2 separate regions of the Sus scrofa genome follow, and region 1 is linked to region 2. A link is a contact called in public HiChIP or PLAC-seq data. All regions are on one chromosome and are shown on one strand. Each heading gives the region's core, a stretch centred on a gene start, on an enhancer-like site or on the middle of the called end of the contact. The rest is flanking DNA. Distances are from core to core; before and after follow the strand shown. Region 1 overlaps EXT1 (exostosin-1). Region 2 overlaps EXT1 (exostosin-1).

Region 1 (4,553 bases), core at 673-3,172, 110 kb after region 2:
GGAGGTTGCTGAAGGTATTTTTCTTCTTAGTGATCCCAGCCTATTGTCTGAGAAAAGTTGGCCATCCAAATAGGACCAGCCCCAGCAGGCTTGGAGATAAAAATCAATCATTCCATTCATTGTGTGTTCTTACTTCGGATTCCTAGTGCTTCCAACTCTAGGCAGGAATTTGCTAAAGAAATGACCTCACACATCATTTACAGTGGAGAGAGATTTTTCAATATGTATAGACCCTAGGTTTTATTAGAGAATATGATTTAGAATATGATGCGGGGGGGGGAGGGGGCGGGGAGAGGTTGTGACTGACATTTTATCCTTGCATCTCAGATTCTGAAACTTAAAAAAAAAAAAAAAAAAGTTCTTGGTGCTCCAAACTGGCTCAAGAGTGCATTTCTGAAAGCAGTTTTGTTGGTTTTTAGTAGCGTTGTGATCACATTGAAAACCCAAACCCTAATCTTTATGAAAAAGTACTTTAAAGATGTAATAGTCTTGTAAACACTTGCAAGTTTGGTCCCTTTGTGGCAACTTCAAGATTTACTACTGATTGTCCCATTAACCACTTGCCAAATGTTTCCATGTCGTGATGTGTTTTACCAGCTGCTGATTGTCAGAACTCTTGAAGCTCTCTGGCCAGCTTTCCAAAAACGAGTCCCTGACCCATGTATACTTTCTCTGAAACTAGTATCTCATCATTCATTAGAGTTTCGTCCCCACTGAAGCAATGGTTATTGAACACAAACATGGCCACGTAGAGTCTCTACTTCCACTAAGTCCTGGCTTAATGGACTTTGGTCTTGAGTCTTAAAGTTATTTCCTATAAAAGGAGAGGTAAAGATAAGCATTTTTGAGGTGAGACAGGGGTACCAGAAAGTTTGAACTTTGTAGAAAAGAGGAGTGCAGGGCACAGAGAAAAATGCATTTCTAGGGTTTGTATCAAGGGAAGAAAGAGGAGGTTTGAGCAAAGTGTGTATGTGTGCTTGTGTGTGTGTGTACACACGTGTGTTGAATTTTAGGATTCGTTTTAGACATCATGAAAAGACCTTGCTACCCTTTTGATCCTGGAGCTGGTGTGGGATATCAACTCTTGAGTGTTACTTGCTTTTTTATTTTCATGCAGAATCCTTAGGGTTACAAAGAGTCAAAGAGTTTAGTACATCTTTTAAAGGTATAGCTTCACACCCAGGAGCCACCACTACCCTTTATCAACAAGACAAGCGTATAGGTTTCTGAAAAAGAAGAAATCCCCAGTCCAAAATCAATGAAATTAGGACACGACATCAAATTCTGTTGTTCCTGCTGAGGAATAGGCTGATTCCAATATAATTTATTTCAGTATTATAGAAATATGATTTGTGAGTTGTCTCTAACATTTGAGATTTGTTTCAATCATAAAAATGACAAATTAGCCAGGGAACCGGCAGTTGATGTCATCTAGTGTGACATAAATTTTGCCTTAAATAAAACAGATGTAATCGGTGTGGATACACCCTCATCCCTTCATCTTTACACACTTTAGAAAGTTAGAAAAAGTAGCTCACGTGAACAGTTTATTTCTTTTAATTTTTCAGCTAAAATTTTTCTGATATTTTCCTTCAAAAGATTTCATAATTCCATCCCCCCACCCCCAAGTTCCTCAAAGGCACAGGATCCCTTTATCCTTAGAACATACGGGACATGCAGATGCAGTTGTAATGCATTTTTTTTTTTTACTTGGGCTCTTTTGCCAAACCAAAACACTTTCTATTTCTAGGGTCCCATTTGTAGAGATCTCCACAAATAGAGTAATCTGTAAATATTATACTGTGTCTGTGATCCAAGAAGCAGCTGAGAAATCTCCTTAATTTATGGACTGGGTTACAAGGTGTTAACAGGCAAGAGCAGTGCCTCCTAGAGGCCTGCTCCCTGGTGTGATGGGGCAGAGGAACAGAGAGGTCACCCGTGTGCACAGGAAAAGGGAACTAACTGCAGACACAGCACATGTAAAAGGGCGCCTCTAGTCCCGCTGCCACTACCCCTGCCTTATTTTTCCTCATTACCCCTGGCTTAGGGTTTGTCTTTCCTGTTAAAACATGGGCTCCATAAAAGTAGGGTGGTTTTCTATTTTGTGGATGAATCTATTCCTGGTGCCTAGACCAGCGTCTGGCACACACTAGGAGCTCAGTTCTTTCTTTCTCAATGGCATACTCTCTGAAAATGACAACAGGAGGGGAGCCAGAGGACAGACAGACACCCTATATGGAATAGAGTGAGATGAATAAATTCAAAGTATAGAGAAACCAGGTAGGATGTGTCATCAGGACTAAGAATACTATGCTTAAATGTCGTTAGCCTTGAAAAAAAAAAACAACACATCTGTTTGGGTAGATTTTTGCTGTAAACACACACATGAAATCATCAGATTCCCCTGAAAGGTCCTATTAAAATGGTGTTAAATTTTATGTTTATTGAAGTATAGTTGATTTACAATGTTTTGTCAATTTCTGCTGTATAGGCGTTCCCGTCGTGGCTCGGTGGTTAATGAATCCGACTAGGAACCCTAAGGTTGCAGGTTCAATCCCTGGCCTTGCTCAAGTGTTAAGGATCTGGTGTTGCCATGCGCTGTGGCATAGGTTGCAGACGCGGCTCGGATCCCGTGTTGCTGTGGCTCAGGTGTAGGCCAGTGGCTACAGCTCTCATTAGACCCCTAGCCTGGGAACCTCCATATGCTGCAGGAGCGGCCCTAGAAAAGGCAGAAAGACAAAAAACAAACAAACAAAAAACCAATTTCTGCTGTATAGCCAAGTGATATATACGTATATATATCTCCACATTCTTTTTCTCTTAGTCCATTATGGTCTCACAAGAAATTGAATATAGTTCCCAGTGTTGTACAATAAAACCTCATTGCTTATCCATTCTAAATGTGGTAGTTTGCATCTACCAACCCAAACTCCTAGTTCATCCCCCTCCCTCTCCCCTCCCCCTTGGCCACCACAAATCTGTTCTCTATGTCTGTGAGTCTGTTTCTGTTCTGTAGATAGGCTCACCTGTGCCATATTTTAAATTCCACGTATAAGTGATATCATACAGTATTTGTCCTCTTTCTGATTTAGGTAGTATGAGACTCTCTAGGTGAATCCATGTTGCTGCAACGTGGTACATTTTTTTCATGGCTACAGTGTTGCTTATAGTAGGACTGCCTCTATTTTTTTTTTTTTTTTTTTTTTTGGAGGGGAGGGGAAGGTGTTATTACTGTCAGGAGGTGTTTAGAACACGCCTGTCCAGTAGGTTTCCTACTACTGCGTTTGTGTGTGCACGTTTGGAGTTGTCTCATATTTTTACTGTGATGGTTAAGGCTGATTGTCATTGTTTTCTCCTTTCCCACCCCAACTGATGTTACTTATGTGGCAGAGAGAAAAGAAAGGCCTTGTTAGCTGCCTTCAAGGGCACTACAAATCTTATTTGATTGGTGTGGGGGGGTAGTGATATCTTAAAACAAGCTGTTTTATTGGCCTTGTTGACGTGTCAAGAACATTTAAGTCAAGAGCACGAGAATGGTGCTGACTGGGGAGCAAATTTAAGTTAGTTTCTTGTCTTGTGAAAAGCATCCTTAATTTTGAAGAACTGGGGCTAAACAGACTCTAAAATGGGCCCCTAGATTTCCACACCCTGCTCTACACACTATCTTAACCCAGTTATCTAATCAAACATTAATGAAAGTGCTGCTCTGAAAAGATTATTGTAGATGTAATTAAGGTCCTGCATGAACGTTGACTTTAAAGATAGGAAAAGTTATCTTGAGTGGATCGGACCTAATCAGATGAGCCTTTAAAAAGAGACTGGACATTTCCTCCAGATAAGATTCAAACCATCACAGGGATTTGACCTGAGGGAGCTTCTCCGTGGCTGGCTCTGAAGATCGAGGGTGGGTGGTATGGAGGATGTGGCAAGAAATGCCATGGCCTGGCCGTTAGTGGCTGAAAGTGGCCCCTGACTGGTGGCCAGCAAGGAAGTGGGGACCTCTGTCCTAAAACCACAAGGAACTGAATTCTGCCACAGCTGTTTGTGCTTGGAAGAGGACGACCAGCTCCAACTGAGAACGTAGCCTGGCTGACATCTGGTGAGACCCTAGGTAGGGAAAGCACAGGCCATGGCCAAGCTTCTGACCTCCAGAACTATGGACTATTAAATTGGTTCTCTGAAGTTGCCATGTCTGTGGTAACTTATTACAGCTGCAACAGAAAACTATTACAGAGGGAAATCTCGTTTAGATTCAGTCTAAAAAAAAATCCACGAGTTCCTGCTGTGGCACAGGGATTAAGAATACCACTGCAGCAGCTCAGGTCCCTGCAGAAGCACAGGTTCAATCCCTAGCCTGGGGCAATGGGTTAAAGGAGGCAGTCTTGCCACAGCTGTGATGTAGGTTGCAACTTTGGCTTGGATTCATTTTCTGGCCTGAGCACGTCCATATGCTGCAGGTGCAGCCATTAAAAAAATAATAACAATAAAAAAATCCAGGAGTTCCCATCATGGCTCAGTGGTTAACGAATCTGACTAGGAACCATGAGGTTGTG
Region 2 (4,235 bases), core at 1,366-3,865:
CATGATACTGCTTGGGTGCAGACAACAAGCAGGCGTGTATTTTATGCATAATAGCGACTGTAGGCCTGCAGTTATTTGTATATGGAGTAAATATTCAAAATCCCCCCCTTTTTTTTCTCCCTTTAGAAACACTGCTGGGTCAGTGCTGGCTAATGTTTTCTACCAAGAATCAGGTGCTTTTTTTTTTTTTTTGGTTCCCACCTCCGTGTCCCAAAGTCCTCTCCTCTCTTCCCCACAAAAATAAAAATTGCCCTTCCTCTCCCAGTAATCGGACTTGGAGATTCAAGCAGCAGTTGAAATAAAAACACTGTATTGTATTTCCAATTAACTCACTTAATTAGATGAGGTGAATTAATTGGATTTTTTGACATGTCTCTTAAAGTCTAAAATACTTGCTTTTGGAATTCTCAGGTACAGTGGCTTGCTGTACCCGTCTGCTCCTTGGTTCGCCACTGGGGTAAGACCTATCATTTGAAGCCTGTCATTTGAGTTCCCCTCGGGGGTATAAAAGTGGCCTAGTGATTTTTCAGATAGTGGAGCATAAATCAGCAGGCCCAGGGCATTCCCTGCTTATCACCGGGCTCATCAGCAGCAGCCTGGATTAAGCATTACTCTGTCCACACAACAGATGAGATGCTCATCTTGGCTTGTTTCCATCATGTGTGGGTGGGCGCTCTGAAGTTTTCCTCCCTGCTCTGTTTTCTCACCCTGTATAATTTTAGGGGTCTGCAAGCTTGGAGGGGGCTCCTTACATCCTGTCGTTCAGGGCCTGGGGAAATTCTGGAATTTAGACTGGAGGTGGTTTTAAACCTTAGATTGTTCTACCATGCCTTATAATTATTGAGTTTTTGTCCCTCCAGGTGCATATTTTGTCTCTCTGGGTGTATTCCTGGGTAAAGCTGGTTCATTCTCCCCTGTACTCCAGAGTTCACGACCCGCTGGAGTCTTTGGCTGGACAGGTGCTTAGTTAACTGTTACTACATTTGAAGTCCTTTTTTTTTTTTTTGTCTAGAAATTCCAGAACTAAAACCGATAGAAGTATGACTCTGGCATATCCTAGAGTTTTTCATCTTTTTTTTTCATCTTCTTTTTCTTTTTTTTTTTAAGTTTTTTAAGTTTTAGTTTTCTTTCTTTTTTTTTTTTTTTTTTGTGTGTTTTTCTAGGGCTGCACCAGTGGCATATGGAGGTTCCCAGGCTAGGGGTCTAATTGGAGCTGTAGCCACTGCCCTATGCCACAGCCACAGCAACAGCAGTGTGGGATCTGAGCCGTGTCTGCAACCTATACCACAGCGCATGGCAACGCTGGATCCTCATTAACCCACTGAGCAAGGCGAGGGATCGAACCCACAACCTCATGGTTCCTAGGCGGATTCGTTAACCACTGAGCCACGACGGGAACTCCAGTTTTAGTTTTCTTAGTTTCTTTTTCAAATATAGATGAAGGAGGCCAGACCAAAAGAATGATGGGGATCAAAGTACACAGCACCTCTTGTCATGGTGGAAAAATGCCCCCAATGGGCTTTTTATCTACCATTTGCCTCCAAATATCTTTTGAATATAAAATTATTTGGATATTTCACTTTATGTTCCACTTGGATTTAAATCTGTAAGTCTTATCTCAAGGGCTTGTGTATTTGTTTTTCGTCTGTTTCCCTGGTTTTAACACAGTGCTGAGCATATAGTAGCTCCTCTAGAGATATTTGTCCAGTGAGTATCTTTTGGTCACAGTGGCCTGTCAGTGCAGAAAGAAAGGCTTTGGAACTTAATAGCATTCTTTCATTTTGTTTGGAATAAGCAAACCACGGGGGATGCTGGATAGAAAACATAAGGTTAGAAGAATCCAACACCCCTGCCCCCCTGCTTGAGGTTCAACATAGTAGGAAGGAAATTAGAGATTCACCAAAATCAGATGATGATTTACAGCTTTGAAATACCTTGTGCCTTTGGCCGTCATCTGACCTTCGAGATAGCTCTGTACTATCCCTAAAAGTCTGCTTTGTGGCCCTGGAACTGCACCGTATTGTCTGAGGCCCTAGTTCTTGGCCAGGTATAGTGTGTCTGTCGCTTCAGAGCTGGCTTTCTCCTGGAGGGCAGGCTGAGACAGAGAAGTCCTTGTGGAGAATTGTGGTAAACTCTCCAGGCAACTTCACGGGAGAAGAACCCTCTAGAGGTTACTGCTTCCGTGTTTCGGCTGCCCTCTCTGAGGAAGGGCCTGACAGTGCCTCCGGGGGCCAGAACCTCAGTCCCCACTGTCTGCCGATGAATGGGGCACCACATGCCATGCTCAGCCAGCCACTTGCGGTGCCAGCAGCTTTCCTGGACTCTCATCCCACAGCAGAGACCATACACGGGGGCCCAGGGATTCAGTCTTGTGGCCTCACCCACCAGGGAGGTTTCCCACGGGCGGGCTGCCGCTTCCAGGATTCATCCCCAGGCTACTTTGTTCTTTTTTGCAGGCCTTCCCCGTTGCCACTTACTTCTCTGCAGAGCAGCTCCTGGCACCTCCTCCTCCCACTGACAAGGATGGATTTTGCACACCTCTTTCTCCCAGCTGCTCTCTAGCTGTAAACGCGGGGCTATCAGAGGCACTTCTGTGGCTGTTCAGGAAAGCCTTCCCTTCGGTCTGAGTCACCCCACCCTCCTCGATGCTTCTTCCTTTTGATTAGTCTGTTTTCAGGAACCCTCCCTCGCTCCCTCCTGTGAAGAAGGCTTGCCTGTGCGCATGCGTGCCCCCCCCCCCCCCCCCCGCATTCCCTTACCCCATATCAGGCCTCCTACTGCCACTCAAATCAAGCTGTTCTAACTCATAAGGGCTCTCATCACAGAAGCTTGAGTTTACATTTAACTTTGAAGGTAGAGCCACCCAAAGGTACAGCTTAAACCACAATCTGGTGAATGTTTCGGGGAAGCTTTTTTTTTTTTTAAAATTGAGATTGTAGATTGAAGAAATAATACTTGAGTATTGGTCAAGGTTCAAACATTATAGAAAGTGAAAGCTACCTGTAATGCAACCATGTATCACCTTGAACAGTTGAGCATATATTTCTTTCTTTTTTCCTGGACATATAGCCTATAATTTATTTTCTTGAAAATAGGATTTTATATGTATATATGTGTGTGTGTGTGTGTGTGGTGTGTGTATATACACCACACACATATATGTATACACACATATATGTATACACACACATATATAGTTCCTCTTTTGTAATTTCTTTTTTTAATCACTGAATATTATATCAAGCATTGTTCCATATCAGTACATATAACTCTCTCCCTCATTTTAATGGCTATAAGGCATTCCATTGTGAAAACAATTCTTTGATTAGTTTTCACAGAAGTATGAAATGTGGCATGTGAATCGCGATGTGGTTTGTCTTTCTGTATATTCACCCTCCATTCTTGGTCTGAGAACAAGGAGTGTCCCAAGTATTTTTTTAGCAAAGTGAGTGCTTTTTTCAGAAGATAAGTGTAAGTGCTTTGTTTTCTCAGTTGCCCACACCTGTTTAAAAAATCTATTTTAAAGATTTTTAAAAAGTCTATTTTAAAAATCTTAGAATTTTAATTGCTTTTTTAAATACAAAAGTACTATACAGTTTAATTTGTCAATTTAACTAAGGGACCAAAGTCCATTAACTGAAAAGACTTAAGTTTTATATAAAGGAACAGAGGAAAATTTGCCTTGAATCAGGACCACTTTGAGATTCAGAATTGCACACAGTGGAATCTGGGGTGTGAACCCTTAAATAAGTGTGATTTGGAAAATGTTTCTAGATAATTCTTTGTGGAAAGTTGGTTGCTAGATACAACTGCAAGCTGTTTTACATTACTTCACATAGTGCTGCTTTCAAAATGTCTGTTTATGTTCTCTCTTGGCACAAGCGTGTGCAAATCATAACTGGTTAGATATTATCAGAGTTTGGGACCAGGGTGGAGAGTGGATCGTACTCTGGTTTGATCAAAAGCAAACAAGAAAACAAAAGCAAATGGACAGAACAATTAAATTTTTCTCATGGTAGGACTAAAATGCTGCATGCTGGATTTTCAGTTTCTAATGAGAGCTGACAATAGATATGATTTACGTCTTTGGGGTCAGGAAGAAGCTGTCAAAGTTTAGTTTGATTGTTCTTTTTCCCCATCTCCCCCTCCCCCAACTTCCTTCTTTCTTTCTTTCTTTCTGCATGGCTTTATTACTCAGATATCAGCCCCTGTTTGACATGTCCTTCTGTTTGCTC

Evidence for each region. HiChIP or PLAC-seq counts read pairs in DNA pulled down with a chosen protein or histone mark.
Region 1: an H3K27ac HiChIP or PLAC-seq map of alveolar macrophages shows a contact between it and region 2. The contact joins two enhancer-like sites. A contact is called at or near these places in 2 of 47 Hi-C or Micro-C datasets (embryonic fibroblasts and liver) and 1 of 2 datasets of contacts at active chromatin or transcription factors (alveolar macrophages).

What each region holds. Positions count from the first base shown.
Region 1 is chr4:20,770,244-20,774,796 of Sscrofa11.1, forward strand. The region is part of intron 1 of EXT1 (exostosin-1); the gene reads left to right. Among named protein-coding and RNA genes, the nearest start is that of EXT1, 130 kb to the left of the region's middle. Within about 2 kb of position 1,923, at least 1 of the 83 cell types and tissues checked has an H3K27ac peak or open chromatin away from gene starts, as enhancers often do. A contact at or near this core is called in alveolar macrophages, where this site is marked.
Region 2 is chr4:20,662,811-20,667,045 of Sscrofa11.1, forward strand. The region is part of intron 1 of EXT1 (exostosin-1); the gene reads left to right. Among named protein-coding and RNA genes, the nearest start is that of EXT1, 20 kb to the left of the region's middle. Within about 2 kb of position 2,616, at least 33 of the 83 cell types and tissues checked have an H3K27ac peak or open chromatin away from gene starts, as enhancers often do. A contact at or near this core is called in alveolar macrophages, where this site is marked.